7 separate regions of the Mus musculus genome follow, and all the other regions are linked to region 1. Evidence: chromatin contacts called from public HiChIP or PLAC-seq and promoter capture Hi-C data. All regions are on one chromosome and are shown on one strand. Each heading gives the region's core, a stretch centred on a gene start, on an enhancer-like site or on the middle of the called end of the contact. The rest is flanking DNA. Distances are from core to core; before and after follow the strand shown. Region 1 holds the start of Nudt9 (nudix (nucleoside diphosphate linked moiety X)-type motif 9). Region 2 holds the start of Zfp326 (zinc finger protein 326). Region 3 overlaps Lrrc8d (leucine rich repeat containing 8D). Region 4 holds the start of Lrrc8d (leucine rich repeat containing 8D). Region 5 has its middle 21 kb from the start of Gm32276. Region 6 has its middle 24 kb from the start of Gm32230. Region 7 holds the start of Arhgap24 (Rho GTPase activating protein 24).

Region 1 (2,916 bases), core at 122-2,621:
AACAAAACAAAACAAAACCAAACCAAAACCACTAGCCTGTTTGAGGATACTAGTTAAAGTCACAAGGAAAGATTTTTATTGGCTACTGCTGCCGTAGGAAAGCCTACATTATGAACTGGGTTCTAGTTTCATTAAAAAAAAAAACCAAAATAAAAAAAAAAGAATAGGGATCTTGAAGGCCGGGGAATGGTGCTGAAGGATCTAAGGTGTTCGTGTGTGTGTGTGTGTGTGTAGAAACAAACGTGTTTCTTATGACAGGAGCAGTGGAGCAAGCTGAAAACAACCATCTCTGGAAGGGGCTGGAGCCCAAGGTGATTTATCTTCCTGAGTGCTCGCTCACACCTCAACGACATGTCTACCACATCTCCAGGAAACTGTGGGGTGGTAGGCTTATGCCCCAAAGTGCAGAGAAAGAAAATATAATCTTTACTTTGCTCCAGGGATCTGCCTATCTGTCACCAGGTTTGGGCAGGGGTGGGGAGGAAATTTCCCATACTTTTAGTTTTTCTAAGCGGGCATTTTAAGGGGTGTAGTATAGTCACGAAGGCAACGCCCTGAAGTGTTACTGTGCAGTCCTTTTTTCTTGCTGTCCCATCCCAAGAGTGCTGTGGATTTCAGGATACTGTTAGTATTTGATTGGCCTGGCTTTAAGAGCCAACGCCATACGGTGTGTTTTGCAAGGCCCAAAGTTGATGATAGGCTTAGAATATGTCTCATCAACAATTAAACGAATGAAACCTGGAGTGCAAGCCGCGATGCACGCCTGGCTTTACCACTTTCAATCTGGCTAACTTTAGTCCTTCGTTCGTTATTATCCAGACCGCGTGCCACTTTCACAGCTTGTCTGTAAGTTTTGGCTTTGGGGTTCGAAAGTGGGAAACCGAGGCCGGCTTTCCTTTTGGACAAGAGGTTTATCAGAGTCACCAACACCACGGACAGCACCGTGAAGGGGGCTCTGGGGAGCCCAGGCTGCGTTCCAGGGTTGGGGGATTCCCTCCTTAAGGGTTAGGGGTCACGTGACTGGCCTGATCACGTGACCGGCGGGACGCCCACATTTTGTTGTTCACAGGCGGTCTCTGAATCCGGTATGCGGGCAAGTTTCGAAAAGCAAGTTACTTGGCTTCTGGAAACCAAACCAAGGTGTTTCAAGACTCGTCACTGACTCATCCTACGTCTTCTCAAACCTCGCATGGCTCACGTGACTCCTCCGTACGGCCCTCCTCTCCTGGAAGCACGTGGTCGCCCCTGACCCTCCTTCCGCTCAGCCTCAGGGTTCTGGGTCTCCGCGTCCTGCCGCGCCGCGGCACTCCAGTTCGCCTGCGCAGACGGAGAGGCCTGGCACACAGGTTAGTTTGCGGCGTGGCCGTAAAGCGCGGTCGCGCGTCGGGTACGTCGTGGGGCTGCTGGCGCCGCCGGCCAGCGGCGCTGGGGGAGCGCGGCCGGGTCCTAGTGCCCGCTGGCTGCAGGTTCGGGGCTCAAGGCGGGGCTCCGGGCGAGGCCGGCCACCTCCGAACCCTCGCGGGCCGCGCGCCAGGCGCCAGGCGCCGATGGCCGGCCGCTCCCTGGGGCAGGCGGTAGCCACCGTGTCGCTCTCGGTGGCCCTCGCGTCAGTGACTGTCCGGTCCTCAGCCTGCCGCGCCGTCCCCGCACCCAGGTACCCCGATTCTAGGACGGGCTGCGGTTCCGAGACCTCGGGTGGACCTGCGATCCCCTCCTTCCTTTTCCAGAGGTTATGTAGGCTGTGCTGAAGTACTGGATTTTGGGAAGCCAATAGCAAGGACCCTTCTCGATCTCTGACTTTTTAATTTGCCCATCCAGATAAGGCGCCAACGCTAATTCATAGATCACCAGAGTTTGAAGAGCATTTATGGTGTGTTGCTCCGTGCTAGAGGTGATACCGAGTCCATATAATGGAATATACTGTTAATATATACTGTTAATCTGAGTAGCAGACAGTGTTTTCTGTGCGCTGGAAGGCGCTGATTATTGGCTTTTGGGTAGACTGGAGATGAAGTGTGCGCACAAGTGCCTCAGTACTGGGAACCTCGTTCTTTCCCTTCTCTCCTGGGCGAGGTGGCCGCAACTTTATTTCCTAGTGACTTGGAAAGTTTGTAAGTTTGGTTCTGTTAAGTTCTCTGACACCAGTGTCTTCCTTAAAACACATACCACCCACGCCTCAAGCTTGACTTTTATCTAGGAGGCAAACTCACCAAGCTTTCGGTTCCGAAGAGGAAAGAGGTTAGTTCCCTGGCAATTTGGGCTCCGTGTGAGACCGAGTTTGGAATTTCTGTGGGCTTCCCAAACAGGAGTGACATATTCCTTCACCTCATTGAAAATAGAATTACTTCTGCTGTGGTTTGTAGGCCCCACGGTGCCATCCCCTTTCTGCTTTCCTGACAGTGCTTAAAACCCCTCAATCAGAGTGTCCTCTTTCTGCTGGTGTGGGTTAACACCCTTTATACACCTTCTTCAGTGGGGCTTGCTGAGGGGAGAACTTCCTGCTCTCTGGAAGTCACTAATGGCATTTTTGTTGGTTGTTACCAGAACAACGAAAAGCTCATTGGTGATTTCTAGCACGACAGGGAAAGGAACACTTAAAGAAGTATATCCAGAACTGAAACTGCTTATTCCAAAGAAAAACCCAAAGCTAAGTCAACAAGTGTTTGTTGAGTGCCTGCTGGTCTAGACAGATGATTGTAAAACATCTGTCGAGAAACAAAAGACGTGTAACTTCAAGAGTTTTGTGACTACAGTTTTCTTTAGGAGCTTGGCCCCTCATCCACTGATCACCTTCCATGCCCATGTTTATGTAGGTAGCACTAATTAGACTATCTTAAAAGGCTATCTAAAAGGAAACAGAAGGAGCCAGAAGAGGGGGCTGGAGAGATAGCTCAGCAGTTAAGAGCTCGAATGGAC
Region 2 (2,916 bases), core at 202-2,701, 1.8 Mb after region 1:
TAGGCAGCATTGGACAGATCTACTCAGAGCCTTAATGTGGGAATGACATGACCAGTTGGCATCGGACCCCATTACAGATGGCTGTGAATCTCTTTGTGGTTGTTGGGAATTGAACTCAAGACCTCTGTAGAAGAGCAGTCAGTGATCTTAACCACTGAGGCATCTCTCCAGCCCTGTATAAGCAAGAGTTTTGCAGGGAGACAGTGAGTATCCTAACTCAGGTAGTGGCCACGAAAATGGAAAGGGTGGGGCCGACCTAAGATATCTTAGGTGGGGTAAGCAGATACAAAAGTGTGTGGATTGGAAGTAGGAGGCTGAAAGAGCGGTGAGCTAGTCTCGAGTGGACTGGACCGAGTCAGCCTTCTGGCTGGGATTAGTGGGCGGTTTGCTCACCGCCCCGTGAACAGCCAAGAGAATACACGAGGATAAGCAGGTCTGAGAAGGGAAATTGTGAGTTCAGCTTTCAGCCCAGGTGAACAGAAAACATGTGTGGGAGGGGAGAAGAGAAGGAATTGGGAAAGGGTGGAGAACAGGATGAGTCAGGGAGGGTGGAGGAGGAAGAGATGAGCAGGAGGACACAAAGCCGTGCCCAGATTTGGGGCTACTGTGGTATACCTCCCTGTGCTTCCAGTTTTATTTCCGGCTTCCTCCGAACTGAGTCTAGCAAATTGAGTGCAAAGAATTGATGTCTGGCTTCCTATCTAGGTAACCAATTTGTTGTTAATGCCATTTGCTCTGTGAGGACAGAGAGAAAATTATTTAAAACTGTGGTTCAAGTCCACAAGAGTCTTCCCATAGTGTTCCTGAGTGAATACCTTTGCATCTGCTCCAACACAATTTTAAAAGTGGAATAATCTCTTCCTCCCCCTCCCTCCCTCTCCCCTTCGAGCTGAACGGTGGACTACTTTCTTCCTGCCAAATCTTTCCCATCTGTGAACTTTCACAGTTGCTTTACTACCTTCAACCCAGCAGTGGCTAGCAGCCTGTCTTGGGATAGTCTTATGATCCTGTCCTATTTGGCAATCAGGGTTCCTGTGCACGCCCCACACTTCTGTGTGTCAGAGGAAGGAACTCCATAAGTAGTGAAAAAAATCTCTCCTCCTCACTCCTTCAGCCAACAGTAGCCAAAGGTCGCCATGTCATTTAATGAGTTTCTGCAAGAGAAAGGCACTCCCTCCTGGACCCGGTTGCTCTTGCCAGGCTCCAACATGGCCGGCCAACCGGAGTCCTTCCAGAACATCCCTCTCCAGCCTTCCGCACTCCCGTTTCACCTTCCGTCCCCCGCGATCCCCAGGGTCAGGACCCAGGAGCCTGACAACTGCCTCGCTTCCCGCCCCCCTCGCGAGACCCGCCCACCACCCCGCGTCGGCCAATCGGAGGCGGTGCTGCGACGACTGGCAGGCCCGCCCGACCCCGCCCCCAGCCTCGCTGTGGCCTGCGGCTTCCCGGCTAGTAGCGCCGCTGTCGGTCGCGCGGGCCGGTCGTGTGGACACTGCCGTATCGCGGGCTCTTGCCGCGGGCCACAGCGAGCGCAGCGCGGAGACCGTCAGCCCCGCGGCGTCGAGCATGGACTTCGAGGACGGTGAGCGGCGCGCGGGGCGGGCCGCCGTGGCGGGCGGGCGGGAGGGAGGGCGGCGGGCGGCCTGCGCCGGGGGTCTGTTTACCGCCTCAAGATGGCCGTGTGGCTTTGTTCTGTGGGCCGCGCAGCGACCGCGGGCCCGGCCCGGAGCCCTGTGGTCCGGGAGCCCCACGTGGGGGTGCGGCCGGCCCGGGGCCCTGCTGTCTAGGGGGTCGGCCTAGCTGCGAGCCTCGGGGCCTCGTCCGCGGCCGCCTGCAACTTCCTGGCCTCGCCGAGCGGCGACCGGGCCCACGGGGCCCACGGGGCCCTCGGGGCAGCGACCCGGTGGCGGGTGGAGCCGGTCCTCACCGTGTCGCCCCGGGCTCTGGAATCTTGCTCGACACAGGCTGCCTCGGGCTCGTGCGATGCTTCTCCGTGTGAGAGGAGTATAAAGGGCGTCTCTAGGCGTTCCATCGAGATGGGCTTCGGTTCCCCCAGAACCAGAATCTGCAAGTTATTACCACGTAGCCGACCGAGCTGTCTAATATCTCACCCAGGTTACCTGCTAGTGAATACCGCGTCTGAAACAGCTCCGTGACCCAGTGCATTATCATTATTATTTTTGTTTTTAGGGGTGGTAGTGGTGGGGCTTGTGTATGAATGCTACCTAAGTTAGAATTCTGGCACAGCAAGCCCCAGATGCCCTTCACGTTCAGCTAGATCGGTGCACAGCAGCCCGTGTTGGACTTGCTGGTTAAATAAACCGAATTGTAACGTTGCTTTTCAGCTTTCCCTGGCCGTGAAGTACAGTTAATTTGGTATCTTCAAACCTTGCTCAACTTTTATAGGAATCAGTGTCAAGATAAAGTGATCAACAGTAGTGATAGTGTTAGGGAGCCGAGGAACAGTTTGTAGGATTAAACTGGGTGTAATCTCGAGGAACTAGGTATTTCTAAATAAAACCGGTTCATTTCTTGTGAAGGAAGCCTCTGCCTCCACCAGAAATGGGCTTTGACATTGAATGAGGTGTGCTTTTTTGGCGTAGGTCGTATTGCATGAGCTTTTGATTTTTGATTTGCTACAAGAGGTTGAGGCTGTCAAGTGTAAATATAGGAAAAAGAATCACCCTTTTCGGAGTACTTTTCGGTTGCTTTGAAATATAGTTCAGCTCTTCAGGATAGCATACCGTCCTGCTTGTGCTTCGGGGTTGGACAGTGACTCATTCTGATATAGGTGACTCTAAATTACTACTATGTGCACTAGTCAGAGTTGACATTGAAGAGAAAAAGTATGTTTTAGACCAAAGTTTGATGACACTACCAACCTATGTGGTGTGCCAGAAGTTAACCTTGTAGTGT
Region 3 (2,916 bases), core at 188-2,687, 1.7 Mb after region 1:
GTGAAACCATTTTCTGAAATAGCGAGACCATTTTGCATTCCCGCTAGCAGAGGCTTGGGTTCCGTTCATTTCTAGCCACATCAGCAGGTATGAAATGGCATTGCTCTGTAGATTTTGTTTCACATTACTCTGATGACCAAGGAGGCACAGCATCTATTTATGCAAAGAAAAAATTACTGTTTTTCTTCTTTAAGTTCTCCTTGAGTCTCAGAATTACAACTTAAGATAACGAAGTCCTTTGAGAATTCTTGAAGGAGATAAACTGTGAGCCAGTTTATAAGAATTGGAAGACGGGAGGGGAGAGGCGGCCACCACCCAGCCACCACAGGTCTGGGAACTGACCGTTGGCAGGCCATGAGTTGAGGAGAAGGGGTTCGGTAACCTGTCATCTTCAGGAGCCTCCTCCTTTGTAGCCCTGGAGTGTGGTTGATCCAGCTGCTGACACTCCATTGGAGAAAACTTCCTATGCCTTTGTCAGCAGGTATTGATTGCAAACAGTTTATTGGTTAGGGGTAGGGTGTCATGTCCACTTGCCCCTCTTAGTGCAGGTCTTTTGTGTGATGCCACGGCCTCTGTGTGACGTGCCCTATTGGGTTTGGAAAGTACTGTGTCCTTGGTGGCACCCGCCACCTCCTGTTCTTACGGTCTCTATGCCTCCTCTTCCACGTAGATCGCTGGTAACAGTAACTAGGTGCTGGTAGCAGTAACTAGGTGCTGGTAACAGTAACTAGAACTAATGGTTTCATTCTGATTGTGCACTGGGCATTGTGCTAAGTGGTTTGTATTGTTGTTTGCTTGGCACTAATTCGTAATTCAGTGAAGCTGTTATTACATTAGAGCCACATTCCTGAAACAGAAACTGAGTCTAACCTCTCAGATCCAACAGTTTGTCTGTATCATACACTCCATGGATACAGCACTTGAACCTTTTCCAGACAAGTGTGTGGAACCTCTTAGTACCAAGATCCTCTTGCCTCTGCCTCCTGAGTGCTGGGACTAAAGGTGTGTGCCTTCACACCAGGTTAAAACTGAGTAATTTCTTTAGGACCCTCTACCTTCAACGTAGGCATCGAATGTGACGTGGTTTGTGAATTGTACTCCAAAAGCGACTTCAGGGATGAAAAGCTTGGTGATGCAGCACCGAGGTGGGGGCCCGAGGAAGCCAGTCTCCAGCTGTTCCATTCATGCCGCAGGTCACAGTTATGTAAGCTGTTTACCGTGCGGCCCAGCGAAGGCAGGTTCATTAGCCGCTGGCGGGGATGGACCCCAAGCGTTGGGCGTGATGGTTATCTTCGGTCTCTCCTCGCAGATGTCTCATGTTTACCGAGTGAAATTATCTTGTGTCTATCTAGGGTTAAATGTCACAGGCTCATGGATAACATGGTGCAACAGAGTTTGTCTTTTGCACTGTGCCGGAGAGACCGGGTACATGGTTACCTGGAGTTTAACTGCTGTCATTAATCATTAATTGGAGCACTTTTCTTGCTAAGCGCCCGCACAGAGCAGTCTTTTTTAGGTTTCAGATTTTTTTTTTCTAATAACTTGCTATGGGGATGGCTTTGAACTCATGCTCCTAACTTGTCTTATCTTCCCAGAGCTGCAACAGTGATAGGCACGTGCCCTGGTTACCCCAGCCACAGTGGTCTTCTCACAGTGGTCTTCTGTGATCCAAGTACTGGGAGAATGCTACCTTCCTGCTTTGTGTGTGTGTGTGTGTGTGTGTGTGTGTTTCAAAACTTAAAATGTATTAGAATGCAAAGCTTAGGAATTAATGTTTGTATCTAGTTTAATTTACATAGAGCATAACAACTCTTAGATTTCTGATGACAGTAGTTGGGTTTTGGGGTTTTGCATGTTTTTTTGTTTTGTTTTGGGGGGCTTTCTGTTTGCTTTGTTTGTCCTCCCCCCCCCCCCCCCCCCAGTAAACTCTTGTTTCTGGTCCTTACAGGCCTATCTACCAGAAGACTTTAACTGTCATCTCAGACTAATATATATGCCTAACCTTAAGTCTTAAACTTAGTGCTTTACAGTAGAAGATGTTGACAGGCAGATTCTGTTGACAATCTTTGAACCTTTGTGCCTGTGTATACTGGCTTCTTTTCCCGATGCTATCCCAAAAGAGCTGCCAGAAGCAAGTTAGAGAGGGAAGGGTTTGGCTTGTGGTTTAAGAGGACATGTGGTGTGGAAGGCTTGGAGCTAGGACCTCACGTGAGGTGGCGGGCTACGCCTGTCTGCAGTCAGGAAGCAGAGGAAAGTGAACCTGCTGCCCTGCTCTGCTCACAGTGGAGTCCGTCTGGGACTCCGGCCAGCTCACGGGCACACCGGAGTTGTCTCCTAGGTAGCTCTAAATCCCACCAACACGACAGGCAGGATTAACCCTCACACTGTGGTTTGGCACCGATGATAAATATACTTATTTTAATACCAGGGTTAGAGATGGGCTCAGCTGTTAAGAGCGTTGGCTGCTCTTCCCGAGGCAGTTAGTTTGCCATACCTACACAGCATCTGTGTTTCCAGTTCCAGGTGGTCCAGTGCCCTCTTTTGACCTCCCGGAGCACCAGCCACACATGTAGCACATAGACACAGATGTGTGAAAATCCCCCACACACATACAAGAAATAAATACAACTTTGAAGAATACCTCCATACCTTGTCTCCGCTATGGTAAGATTCCGTTGACCATTCTAGGAACAGTTCTTTACCTTCTCACCGTCGTTTGGGTCAGTGCCTTCGTGGCTGAGTTTTTCGTTTTTCCGTTTTGTTGTGGACGCTTGGAGCTTTTGCCTTCGTAGGCGTGGGAGCTGGCGTGTTCCTGCTGACATCGTAGTACGAGGGGCCATGGCTGCTCCCTTCCATAGCATCAGCAATCTCTTGCAGAGTTTGAAGTCTATACATTATAAATCGAGGCATCACACA
Region 4 (2,916 bases), core at 308-2,807, 1.7 Mb after region 1:
TGGTTTTTCGAGAGAGGGTTTCTCTGTATAGCCCTGGCTGCCCTGGAACTCACTCTGTAGACCAAGCTGGCCTCGATCTCAAGAAATCCGCCTGCCTCTGCCTCACAAATGCTGGGATTAAAGGTGTGAGCCACCACTGCCTGGCCTACCTTTTAATTTATACCAATAATAAAACCATAAAAAAACCACAAACCTCTAGAATCAGCTTGAAAAAAAAAAAAGATGATAGAAAAAGCAAGTGGTGGTTCTGCAAAGGGAGAAACTTTTCTAAACTGATTTTAACAGCAGGACATTTTTCATCCAGCCGTCCCACCATTAGTTGTCAGGAGCATGAAAACCTCTAACCTCCTAGATCAGCAAACCCAGGGCTGTAATTACATCACCTGCCACACACTGGCTGCCCACGCACTTCCTCCTTGGCAGGGTGTAGGGAATTGGAGAGGCTGCAGTCCGGGAGGGTCCGGGAAGCAAACAAAAGGCTGAGGTTCCATCTAAAACTGCCTGGGGCTGCTCAGCGGGAGGGTGTTGGCCCTCAAGGCCTGGCCTCTTCTTCCATGTCTGGGCGGCCTACTTCTACCTTTTAGGGGCCACTGTCACCATCTGGGAGCCCAGAAAAACATTTTCCTTTTTGCCTCTCTCTGTAGGATCCTGGCCTTCTTTAAGAGCGTTGGATGATAAATGAATCTGGAGGGCATCTTTTTGGGCATGAGTTCCCAGAAGCGTGAGGTTTCAGATGAAAGGAGATACTGAAGTATGGGGAGGAATCGTTTGTTTTGATTGAACTAAAATAATTACCCTGACTGACTTGGTGTCCTGGCCCTCATCTCTCCACAGAGGAAAAAAAAAAAAAAAGAACACTAAGGAAACTTCACCCGCACGGCAACAAAAACACACCGGAAAGCTATCGAGTTGGGAAACTTTTTTTAGAACAACTTCCCAAGTGCCTGTTTCGTACGCACGACGTTTTTGGCTTAAACGACTGGGACCAGGGAGGTCCCGATTCAGCTGAAAATAAAACGTACGAGATAAGGCATTGTTAGCAGAGAAATCTGTTTGCGCAGACATTAAGTTAGGTGCACGAGCCCTGAATCCCAGGTAATTGCTTTTTCCCAGTTGGAAGGCACTGGATGACTTTTTAATGCCTACCCCGCACCCGTTCTCCCAATCTCAACGATCAGCTTTTAGTGGTCAGAACAGCCTCCTGAAACTGCAACACAGACGAAGCTTCCCGGCCCAGCCCGGTTGCTTCAAGGGAACAGACAGCCTGGCACCATGCCCTGCCCAGGTGCGCTTGAAAGAGATAAGCTCTGCGCCTCCGGCGACGTTCGGCGGCCATTCTTCTCCGCCTCGTGCACCTGCTGAGCTTCAAGCAGCCAGCCCAGAATCCCGGTCACCTCCCGGCCACCCAGCCCCTCGGGTCAGCCGGACCGACCCCCTAGGCAGGCGCGGCGGGGTGCGCGGGCCCAGAGCAGGCAATCACATGGAGGCCCGGGCCCGCCCCATTGGCTGCGACCCGGCCAGTCGCGGCGCTCGCAGGCTGCGGTTGGTCCCAGAGCTGCGGCGCCTGCACGGGCCTGGAGTCCATGTTACGCTTTGTCTAATTCCCCTCGTTACAGAGTCATGTGCTGCTGCTCCCGTCGCCGCCGCTGCCGCCGCCCGGGGTGCCCCGGCTCCTCCGCCGCGCTTAGAGGTGGCAGCCGCGGGCGGGGCCGCGGACTCAGGGTCCAGGGCGCCGCGCGCCTCCGGGGCGCGTCCCGGTGCAGCCGCCGCCCGCCGCAGGTGATGCCGCCGCCTCCCGCCTCCGCCTAAGCTCCCGCACGCGCGGCCCGGGCTGCCCGCGAAGGTGGGTGCGCGTCGGTCCACCCTGGCCGGGAGGGCGCAGGTGGAGCGGCCCCGGGGCGCGCAGACGTCCGGCCTCTCGGCGCCGCGGGGGAGCACGGCTGCTCCCGGGGCTGCGATCGGGAACTCCGGAGGGCTTCGGGACCCTGGGGCGGGGAGTGCGACCAAGCCCCCCCACCCCGTGCTGGGACATTGTTTCGCTTTGGGCCCTGCGCGGGCCGGGTGCCGGCTGCCGCGCTCCCGCCTCGGCCTCCGTGCGCGCGAACGCAGGGGCGGAGATTGCCTATCGCGGTGGCTCCGAGTCCTCCAGGAGGTGGGTGTCTGGTGTCTGGCCTGGTTGGCCCGGAGCCGGCGAGAGGAGCCCTTGAACTTCTGCAGAAACGCTTCCCCATCCGCCTCCGTCCCGCTCCGGGTGGGCCACTCGGGGTGCTCGCGGGTTGGGGCGGGGAAGGGAGGGGAGCCCTGCGCCCCGCCCTCCGCGCCCGGGGGGAGGGCACTGGGGCCGCAGGTGCACCCTGCGCGCCGCGGGCCATCTCCGGGTTGGGTACCGGTATAATCCGCTTCTAGCTTGTTTGGAAGCGTGGGCTCTTGGGAACGGGACTTCTGCTTGATTCTGGTTTAGGGGCTTGAAAAAGAGGAGAACTGGGGTGCCTTCCCAGAGGACTGTCACCTCCAGTTACTGGAGGGTCGATGGGGGACACTCTGTCTCTGTCCCCCTTTATGTGGGGTATCCCTAACAGATAAGGAAATGAGATTTTTTTGTTGTTGTTCTTTGATTTTTTTTTTTAAGCCATCCGCAGTGAAGGAGAACTGCTTCGGGTCGAGGGGAGGAGAGGTAGGTCCCCTCTGGAGAGGGTTGGGGTATAAGGTCTCGCGGTTCCCATGCAGCTGGGGTGTGCGTGGCAGAGAGTGGGGAGGTAGGATTGCTGGAAAGAAAAAGCAGGGTAAAGAAATGGGAGCAGAAGGCGAAGAGATGAGACCAAGTATTGGGCGTCCTCGCCGAACCGGAGCCCTGACTTGAGACTTTGGGGGCTCCTGTTTGGTTTCTTTCCTCCCACAATTTCCTTCTCCGTGACT
Region 5 (2,916 bases), core at 139-2,638, 1.6 Mb after region 1:
TAAATGCATGGTTGGGGGTCACCGCACCAAGAGGAGGAGCTGAATGGAAGGATCACAGAGTTGCAAAGGTTGAGAACCACGAGTTTAGATGGAGACTTTCTCTTCCATGAAAGTAAGAAGGCTCAGTGTGCACTGGGGCTCTGTTCAATTGTAACAGATTGTAAACCTCAAGTGCATTACATTGTCCACAGGTGTGCATTCATACACACAGATGCACACAGAGACGGAGACACCCACACACACACAGAGACACACACAGACACGCACAGAGAAACACATGAGGGGGGCAGGGAGGGAGGAAGGAAGGAAGGAAGGAAAGAAAGAAGGAGGGAGGGAGGGAGGAAGGAAGGAAGGAAGGAAGGAAGGAAGGAAGGAAGGAAGGACGGAAGGAAAGAAGGACACTAAAAACGAGCTAATGCCAGTCTTTGGCGTCTGCCCCTAGTAATGTGTTTATAAAAAGATAAAGAGAAAGAATATGTTCTATGGGGGTGTGGTGAGGTATGGGGGGACCAACCACATGATGGTATAGTATAGAATAGAGTTTATTCAGGGCATGGGGAAGGGAGTTAAGAGGGTAGTAGAGGCAGAGAAAGGCAGAGAGAGGGAGAGAGTAGAGAAATTGAGGCTGGCCATGAGCCCGTGGGGGGTGGAGGGAGGGAATGGGGATGGGAGAGCAAGAGCAAGGGAGAAGCAAGAGAGAGAGGAGGAGGCAAGCAGGCTCTTTTATAGTGGATCAGGCCTTCCTGGCTGTTGCCAGGTAACTGTGGGGTGGAGTTTATATGGAATGCTAACACCTAGAACCACTGGGGTTGGGGTCGGTTTGGTCACTTGACTTTGGCAGAAGGGTCCAGAGTGCAGAATGAGTCTATGGTGCAGCTGTTCCCTCCTAGGTGTTATGTCAGGCTGGATGCTACAACTGGGAATTATGATTTCTGAGACCTGGCATACAGCAAACCTAGAAACTCCTAATTCATATGTTTTCTCCCCCTCTTCCATCCTCTTCTTTCCCAAGAAACACAGAGGCTAAATTTGTTAGCCAACATTATATAACTAAGACCGTTTGAACCTCCGCCTTCCAGCTTCAAGTTTGAGGTTTGTTATTTTGTTGTTGTTGTTTGTCATTGTGCTGAAATTGTTTCATTTTAAAACAAATTAGAACAGAGTTCCCTAGAAACTCCTTCTTTTGATTAATTTACAAAATATTGTTGGTAGAAAAAAAGAAATATTGTTACCAACAGAAAAACAGATGGCCTGGATAGACAATGGGACCCCTTCTGTCTGTCCTTCACTTGTCTCTAAGCCTGTGATCAGTTTGATAGGCCCATCTACGTACTGAAGACAGCTCTGGGGCGAGGGCAGTTCTGACAGGAACTCCATTGTTAATCAATGTTTAGCTACATAACATGGCCTGGGGCCTTCAAAGGGGCCACATGATGATGGCTCTCCTCTAAGCAGCATCAACTCTCAGCCGTCCTCATCCCAGCACTCAACAGTAAGGAAAGAGCAGTCCAGTGAGGAGAGCCCAGGAAGAGGAGAGGGGGAGCCGGAGCACACACCAGGGTTGTTCTGGGTACTGGCCACAGCCCTCAGAAGACAGCATCTACATTCCCAGACAGGCAGGAAGGGTGAGCATAAAGAAGCCAGAGAGAGCAAAAGGAGATACACAGGCCCTTTTTTCTTTCTTTCCTGTGTGCCTCCAGAGGAAAACCACCCCAAGGACAGAAGAGGCTCCTCTCCCAGGTCAAGCTTATTTAACACCACCTCCACGGTGCTACTTTGAACGGGAATGACTCCCACGGGATCATAGGTGTGACTGCTTGGTCATCAGGGAGTGGCACTATCTGACAGGGATTAGGAGGTATGGTCTTACTAGAGGAGGTGTGTCACTGGGGGTGGGCTTTGAGGTTTCTCTCTTCCCCCTGCCTATGAATCTGGATGTAGAACTCTCAGCTATCTCTCCAGCCCCATGTCTGCCTGTGTGCTGCCATGCTCCCTGCCACAATGGTAATGGACTAAACCTCTGAAACTGTAAGCCAGCCCCAATTAAATGCTTTCTGTTAAAAAAGTTGCCATGGTCATGGTGTCTCTTCACAGCAATGGAACACTGACTAAGACATCCAGTGTCCTGCTCCTTAGCAAGTTTGGCCAGAGAATAGAAAATATAGCTCTGAGGGACAGACAGCCCCTGACTTGAACCCACAAGGGCCTGGGATCAATCACCAGCACCAGAAAGAGACACCAGAAAAACATACAGACACACAGAGAGACAGACAGTCAGGTGGATAGACAGACATACAGATAGGAAGAGACAGAGAGAGACAGACACATACAAAGAGACAGAGACAGAGAAGCAGAGACAGAGAGAGAGAGAGAGGAGAGAGAGAATTATTGAGGTTGGAGAATTAGCTAAGCAAATGGATTAAGAGCACTGGCTGTTCTTCCGAAGAATCCAGGTTTGATATCAAGCACCCACATACTGACTCTCAACCAGCTGTAACTCCAGTCCCAGCCTGATCCAAAGCCGTCTTCTGGTCTCTGTGGGCACCACACGTGCGTGGTTCTCATACATGTGGGAAAAATACCCAAACACATAAGATAATAATAATTGAAAAATTAGTCCACATTAATATTGCTCTTTTTGGGCCCATCTCAGGGGTGGAGGAGGGGAGGACCATGAATTTCCTCCACCCAAAAGTCAATGTATTTATGTGATACTCTTATGATTGTTTGTGTGTTCCGGCGTGGCGAGAGTACATGTGTGTAGTGCACACCCCAGGGTGTTGGTGTGCACCTAGGTACAAAGACCAGAGGTTGCGGTCAGACTTCATCGCAATCACTCTGTACGTTATTTACTGAGGCAGGATCTCTCCCTAAACCCAGAACTTGCAGATTCAGCTTGCCTAGCTAGCCAGCTTG
Region 6 (2,916 bases), core at 118-2,617, 1.6 Mb after region 1:
AAGTGGATGTCTGAACACAGGAGGGAAGCTGGCCTGCCTTTTATGGACAGTCTTGAAAATTACTCACATCACTCCTGCTATGCTGTGTAGGTGGAATCACCATAGACCTTGTTTAGCTTTGGATGGCTGCACAGAAAACATAGATTCCCCCACCTTTCTGTTAAGTTTCAGAGAGGGAGAGGGAGAGAGAACTGAAAATAGATATGACTGTATGACTGTAAGTACATTGCCCTAGTTTCATCTCCCAGTGTCATAATAAAATACTCTAATGAAAAGAAATTCAGGGGAGGAAATGAATTTATTTCTAGCTCACAATTTCTGGTTACAGACTATCAGTGGACAATTCTTGGGGGAGTTAATTGCAAAAGGAGAGAGAGAGAGAGAGAGAGAGAGAGAGAGAGAGAGAGAGAGAGAGAGAGAGAATGCATGCCCGCTTGTGTATAGTCTGGTCTTCACACAGATATAATGGAGTATCCTCCTAGCCCCTGGAATGGTGCCACCCACAATGGGTTGGTCTTCCCACTCTAGTTTCTGAAATTAATGCAGTATCTCACAGACATGCCCACAGGCCAGCCTGAAAGAGAGTCCCTCACTGGGACTTTCTTCCCAGGTAATTCTAGATTATGTTAAATTGACAATCGATACTAACCATCACAAACATATACATACAGAAGACATTGTGGCCGACCATGAAATACAGATTATGTCATTGTCACAGTCTCACCCCAACCTTTCCTATCACAGATTGGGCAACACTTCTACAATGTTCCATGTGTGAAGCCCCTACATTAATATTACTATCATTTACAGATGAGCGGTATGGTACAATGTTCCATGTGTGAGGTCTCTACCTTAATGTTACTATCATTTATACATAAGAGGTATGATACAATGTTTCGTGTGTGAGACCCCTACCTTAAATGTTACTATCATTTACAGATGAGAGGTATGAGGTTCATAGAGAATGAGTTCCATTCATTACACTGATTATTGGAGAAAACAAGAAAACTAAGAAAGCCATCTTTTTTCTTTACCCCTTTCCTTTTTTCGAAGTAGGATACCTGGAAAAGTGTACATAGTAGAAAACTTATTCATTTTTATTAAATTTCATTTTTAAGGATTTTATTTTTAAATATTGTGTATGTATGTATGTATGTATGTATGTATGTATATGTGTGTGTATTTCACATGAGTGTAGTGCCCTGAGTGACCAGCAGGGGAAGTTGAAACCCCCTGAAGCTGCAGCTATAGGATTTTGTAGGGTACTTGATTTGAGTGCTGGGAACGGAATTCAGGCCTTCTTACAAGAGCACCAGTATGTTCTTTTGACCACTGAGTCATCTCTCCTCCTCCCACATTTTTTTCTTTTTGGTTTTTTGAGACAGGATTTCTCTGTGTAATTCTGGCTTCCTGGAACTCGATCTGTACACCAGGCTGACCTCAGAGATCCATCTGCCTCTGCCTCCTGAATGCTGGAACTAAAGGTGTGTATCACCACCACCACCCAGCTCAGCCCCTCACATTTTAAAAATCATTTTTTTGAAGGGTTTCAGCTAGCATTTTCACAAATTTCCTGTAAGCCCCAAATGTCCAGTATCATTCAGAAACATACATTGTGCATACATGCACATATCCCTGGTGACTTACACAAATTACTAAGAGAAAATGTCACATTGGTTTTGATGGTTAGAAAAAGAGGAAAGACTGGGTAGCATTAACAAAGCCTTTTAGCTTCTTTCTATCCTAAAGCAACTCAAGAGGCTGTGCAGAGAGCCCTAGCCATCTGCCCCCTCCCTGGCCTGACTTCAGTGAAGGTGACAGTCCTCCACAGTGACCAAGACAGTCAGAGTATGTCTTGAAGGCACAGATCCTGTTCACTAGCCTTTCCAGAGGGCCCACACCCTTCCAGCTCAGTAGGAACATTTGAGGCTTGTAAACGTTTTCTAGGAAACAATTACTCATGAGCAAAGGGACCAGAAAAAGTCCCAGAGATGATCTCCAGCATGCAATTTAAAGATGACTCGCAGTGGGCAGCCTGCCGAATTACAGCTGATACAAACTATGATTATGCAATACCACAGTAAGAGCTGCCTAATGCCTCCAGCCTACTAAATCTTCAAAGCAGCTCTCTCAGGGCTTCCCTCAGTCATGTTCACGCTTCTAAAAATCCACCAACATATTCGGCTCAATAGCATGTCATCTAGAGTAAGGTTGCATGGACCATGTCAGCTGGTCTACAATTCCCTTAAGATTCAGAGGAAATTAATTTCTTCCTGCCCTCAGCCACACCCTGCAATCCCCTCCCCTTCCTCAGGATGCACAAATTCCCAGTATGGTCATATTTTCAGGCCACTGACTCTGCCCGTTTCCACAGAGATCTCTCACTTGTCAGCTCATTGTTCCACAGTCTCCAGCCCTGGTCTAGCATTTGGATCTCTTTCTAGCTCTACTAAGGCAAGTGTTTGCACCTCAGGCTATTGTACATTTCAGGGACTGGTGACCATTTGGATGGGTGTCAGGATGTGCACAGGAGCAATGCAAACCCTTTAGAATCACATGGTGGAAAGCCCTGTCCCTCCCACCTTCTTGTCTCTCTCTCCCTCAGATCCACATCTCCTGCTCTTCACTTCCACCAGCAGAGTTAACGCTCTCCCTTCCTGACCTCTCACTATTCAGGTCCCATTCTCTCTTACTCTTGTCACACGCTAGCTGCTTCTCAAACGTTTGTTTGTTTGTTTGCTTGTTTGCTTGAGTCTTGCTATGTTACTCAAGCTGGTCTTGAACCTGTGGGTGTGGCAGAGCAACCACAAGAAAAGACTGCTCAGACATGGGTTTAAGCCAATAGAAAGTCTTTATTAGCCAGCTGGCTGCTACACTGGGTGCTCAGGATCCCAGTGTAACACCAAACCTTCTTTG
Region 7 (2,916 bases), core at 135-2,634, 1.6 Mb before region 1:
CAGATGGAACTCTTCCTTTACCTCATCTGCCGTCTCCATGACAACCCTCCCCTTTCTCTTTCTGTGTTCTCTCTAGCCTAAGAACCCCATACATCACACTGGCTGGTGAGATGGTGTCAAGTGGAAACGATGGAGACAGAGGTGTGAAGGCCAAAGGCCTTGGACACAAGGATGGGATGTATCTTAATCTCTCAGCCTGGGATCTGCCGGGCAGCCTCCCTGAGTTTAATTTGTGTCACCTTGGGTCTGAATTGCTGTGGTAACATTTGTTATAACCAGAAAGTAGGCTCCCAACCTAATAGCAGTCTTGCCTTTTTGAAATGTCACAGTCTTGAATCATACCTACTGACACTTGTCTTCCAGGGGCTCTCAGGGCATGGAATGTGTGCAGATTTCATTTTGGTTAATCTCATTGTTTTGCAGTTCTCATTTAGAACTGCCCACAGGCTGTCACTTGACAGTGTTAACAGTCCGCCATTACAACATGCAAGGCCTTGTGAGCCGCTGAAGGTCATCTATCCCACCAATTAGAAACACAGGCCACATGGCTTCTGGCTAGGGGTTCTACACACATTTTAAAGGATCAGGCAAAAGAGCTTATTCCCCCCCCCCCCGAACTTAATTTCATTCATTAAAGGGCTGAGGTGTCTCCTGCCAGAAAAATCAATTTTCTAGTGGGACCTCGGCCTGGGATGGAGCAGACTCATCCCTACCCCCGCCCCGGAAACCTGACGGCAACAAAAGCAAAATACCTATTCGTGCCCATCCAGGCTTGTATGCTCGTCAGCCTGAGCATGTGCCTGGACATCCCAAAGGACAAAATCCAAAACACCAGGCTTTAGGAAACCTAAGAGTGCCAAACACCTAGAACAGTAAGCGCTCAGTGGGTGGGAGTGGGGAGGGCTGGGGGCTGGGGGCTGGGGGCTGGGGCAGTCTATATCAGGAATATATTTGCCACCTTGCTCTGAGAACTCTAAAAGCATGTCAAGACGGTTTATTACACTTAACATCTCTCGAAATGCCTGACTAGAGCACACTCATCTAAATACGTTTTTAGGAATAAAGCTTAAGCTGGAGAAATAAGATTTGGCAGAGATGGTGGCAGGGCGCGCATAACCAGTGTGTGAGGCTTGCTGAAGGAACACAAGAGTGGGGGCTTTGGGTTCCTTACATTCTCTCACCCATAGCCACAGATCTGTGAGCAGCATGCCCTCATGCTGCATTTGGGCTGAAATGAACGCAGCCAACTGCAGAGGGCCCAGGCAGTGGTGTCTGATGGGGCGCCCGCCCAGCATTGCTCTGGAGGTGAGGCTGGCGTGCAGGGCGGGGCTCCCGCCACCCCACCAGTGCTGCTTGGGTCCTCTGAAGCCGCCAGCTGCCAACTGAAACCCGAAACCCGGCTGCGTCTGCGGGCTGGCCCCACTCAGTTGTTCCAGCCTCTTGTACTGTATATTTACACATTCACACACAATCACTCTTTCTAACTTCTTGACTCTTTGCGCAACTGCTAGGATTTCTCAAGTGCATGTGGCAATTCAGCCCGGGTGAGAGAAAGCCGGTGGGACTCGGAAGGGAATCACGGGGCCGCGGGGCCGCCCAGGCTGCAGAGGGGACAGAACTAGAGCGAGACAGCGACTGCTGGGGGAGTCCCCCCCAACTTTCCATGCAGCTGTGGCTCTGGGGCTGCCCGGGCTTCCTCTGAGAGCAGCACGCAGGCCTGGCGAATGGGGTTCTGCGCTCGCCCTGGGAAGTAAAGGGCACCCTGCCGACTGGAACTCATCTTTAGGCCAGTCCTAGGAGCCTGGACATCGGAGCAGCCGCCAGCCATCCCTTGTAGGTCCGGCATCCCTGGCAGGGTAGGTGATTTGATTGCTGCTGTGGAGCTGGGGCTTGGGGGGAGGGGGGGAGAAACCACCCGGAGGGTGGGTGGATAGCAGCTTCAGGCTATAGGGAGGTAACTGCTGTGAGCCAGGAGCAACGCTGGGACCATACTGGTTCAGTGTGTGTGTGTGTGTGTGTGTGTGTGTGTGTGTGTGCGCGTGCGCGCGCGCGCGAGAGCACTCGCTTGCGTGTAAAACACAACAAGCAGGCATCTTGTGTTTCTGACTTACAAAACAAATGCAACTGATACAGTCTCTACTCCCGCCGTCTACCTTCTCCTTTCATCTGCTGATGTTTTAGCTAGTTTCAGAGTTGCCTAGACAACTGGCGTGTGGAGGTAGATTTCAGTATATATTGTGTTACTATTGTACCGGAAAGTGGTAATCTTCGGTGGATTTTAAGACACACAGATGGGTTTAGACTTCTTGAAGGAGTAGTATTTTGAGGAGGTATCCACCTACTTTAAAAGAGAAGCAGGCAGTACATTCTTATTAAAGATAACTTTAGCAGTATTTCTTGTGAAAGTCCTCAAAGAGAGATTATTAGGCGGAATGCCTTTGAGATGCTAGGCTGTCTAATATGGGCTAGTGACCCAGCTCCTGGCTCCACTGTAATCTGTTCCAACTCATCTGAGTAAGTCTCTCCCTAGTGTGTTTGTTTTTGTCCCTTTACTCACCATATTACAGATTAGTCCCGTTTAGCTTCCAAAACATCACTGTTTCATCCCATTCTTCAAAAAGGAAATGAGAAAGTCAGGTGAGGTGCCTGAAATATACAAAGTGTAAAAGCTTTGCTTACTCATAAGTATAAAGTTTTGTCTTGTTGGGTCTACTACTAAATAAGAGAAACTGATTCGAATCTGGGGACATTTGCAGTGGTATTTAAAAGCTATACAGGATTGCCGAGATAGATGGGTAGGCAGATTCAATCCGTTCGTTCCCTGACTCTAATTAGAGCTCAAAACTAGCCCTTAAGGTCAAGAAGTGATGTTGGTATTGAACTGGGCATCATAAAACATGCAGAATCATTAGGAAG

Evidence for each region. Promoter capture Hi-C pulls out the DNA fragments that hold promoters and counts their contacts. HiChIP or PLAC-seq counts read pairs in DNA pulled down with a chosen protein or histone mark. Capture Hi-C pulls out chosen DNA fragments and counts their contacts.
Region 2: a promoter capture Hi-C map of adipose tissue shows a contact between it and region 1, with 3 times the contacts expected there. The contact joins the promoter of Zfp326 here to the promoter of Nudt9 in region 1. A contact is called at or near these places in 7 of 39 promoter capture datasets (the 3T3-L1 cell line, the C10 cell line, the HPC-7 cell line and 3 more), 2 of 484 Hi-C or Micro-C datasets (both in the G1E-ER4 cell line), 3 of 115 datasets of contacts at active chromatin or transcription factors (astrocytes, large pre-B cells and pro-B cells) and 2 of 9 other capture datasets (adipose tissue and liver).
Region 3: a contact with region 1 is called in a promoter capture Hi-C map of liver, with 2.9 times the contacts expected there. The contact joins the enhancer-like site here to the promoter of Nudt9 in region 1. A contact is called at or near these places in 2 of 39 promoter capture datasets (both in liver), 2 of 115 datasets of contacts at active chromatin or transcription factors (embryonic stem cells and large pre-B cells) and 1 of 9 other capture datasets (liver).
Region 4: an H3K4me3 HiChIP or PLAC-seq map of pro-B cells shows a contact between it and region 1, with 8 times the contacts expected there. The contact joins the promoter of Lrrc8d here to the promoter of Nudt9 in region 1. A contact is called at or near these places in 7 of 39 promoter capture datasets (the C10 cell line, the HPC-7 cell line, hippocampal neurons and 3 more) and 2 of 115 datasets of contacts at active chromatin or transcription factors (large pre-B cells and pro-B cells).
Region 5: a promoter capture Hi-C map of embryonic stem cells shows a contact between it and region 1, with 4 times the contacts expected there. The contact joins the enhancer-like site here to the promoter of Nudt9 in region 1. A contact is called at or near these places in 3 of 39 promoter capture datasets (the 3T3-L1 cell line, embryonic stem cells and pre-B cells), 1 of 484 Hi-C or Micro-C datasets (B cells) and 2 of 115 datasets of contacts at active chromatin or transcription factors (large pre-B cells and pancreatic cancer cells).
Region 6: a promoter capture Hi-C map of pre-B cells shows a contact between it and region 1. The contact joins the enhancer-like site here to the promoter of Nudt9 in region 1. A contact is called at or near these places in 2 of 39 promoter capture datasets (the 3T3-L1 cell line and pre-B cells), 1 of 484 Hi-C or Micro-C datasets (B cells) and 1 of 115 datasets of contacts at active chromatin or transcription factors (large pre-B cells).
Region 7: a promoter capture Hi-C map of pre-B cells shows a contact between it and region 1, with 4 times the contacts expected there. The contact joins the promoter of Arhgap24 here to the promoter of Nudt9 in region 1.

The regions. Positions count from the first base shown.
Region 1 is chr5:104,045,493-104,048,408 of GRCm38.p6, forward strand. It overlaps Nudt9 (nudix (nucleoside diphosphate linked moiety X)-type motif 9), which reads left to right and starts at 1,372. Exons shown (of 8, transcript NM_028794.4): 1 at 1,372-1,654. The coding sequence starts at 1,548. Mir5619 (microRNA 5619) reads left to right here and starts at 2,511; the gene lies at 2,511-2,571.
Region 2 is chr5:105,875,117-105,878,032 of GRCm38.p6, forward strand. It overlaps Zfp326 (zinc finger protein 326), which reads left to right and starts at 1,452. Exons shown (of 12, transcript NM_018759.2): 1 at 1,452-1,582. The coding sequence starts at 1,567.
Region 3 is chr5:105,756,869-105,759,784 of GRCm38.p6, forward strand. The region is part of intron 2 of Lrrc8d (leucine rich repeat containing 8D); the gene reads left to right. Among named protein-coding and RNA genes, the nearest start is that of Gm42166, 54 kb to the left of the region's middle. Within about 2 kb of position 1,438, at least 14 of the 459 cell types and tissues checked have an H3K27ac peak or open chromatin away from gene starts, as enhancers often do. A contact at or near this core is called in liver, where this site is marked.
Region 4 is chr5:105,698,412-105,701,327 of GRCm38.p6, forward strand. Lrrc8d (leucine rich repeat containing 8D) reads left to right here and starts at 1,558. Exons shown (of 3, transcript NM_001122768.1): 1 at 1,558-1,843. It overlaps Gm42166, which reads right to left. Exons shown (of 2, transcript XM_017321263.2): 2 at 1-2,452. The coding sequence ends at 1,477.
Region 5 is chr5:105,671,168-105,674,083 of GRCm38.p6, forward strand. No RefSeq gene overlaps it. Among named protein-coding and RNA genes, the nearest start is that of Gm32276, 21 kb to the left of the region's middle. Within about 2 kb of position 1,389, at least 8 of the 459 cell types and tissues checked have an H3K27ac peak or open chromatin away from gene starts, as enhancers often do. A contact at or near this core is called in embryonic stem cells, where this site is marked.
Region 6 is chr5:105,618,659-105,621,574 of GRCm38.p6, forward strand. No RefSeq gene overlaps it. Among named protein-coding and RNA genes, the nearest start is that of Gm32230, 24 kb to the right of the region's middle. Within about 2 kb of position 1,368, at least 54 of the 459 cell types and tissues checked have an H3K27ac peak or open chromatin away from gene starts, as enhancers often do. A contact at or near this core is called in pre-B cells, where this site is marked.
Region 7 is chr5:102,480,007-102,482,922 of GRCm38.p6, forward strand. Arhgap24 (Rho GTPase activating protein 24) reads left to right here and starts at 1,385. Exons shown (of 10, transcript NM_029270.2): 1 at 1,385-1,856.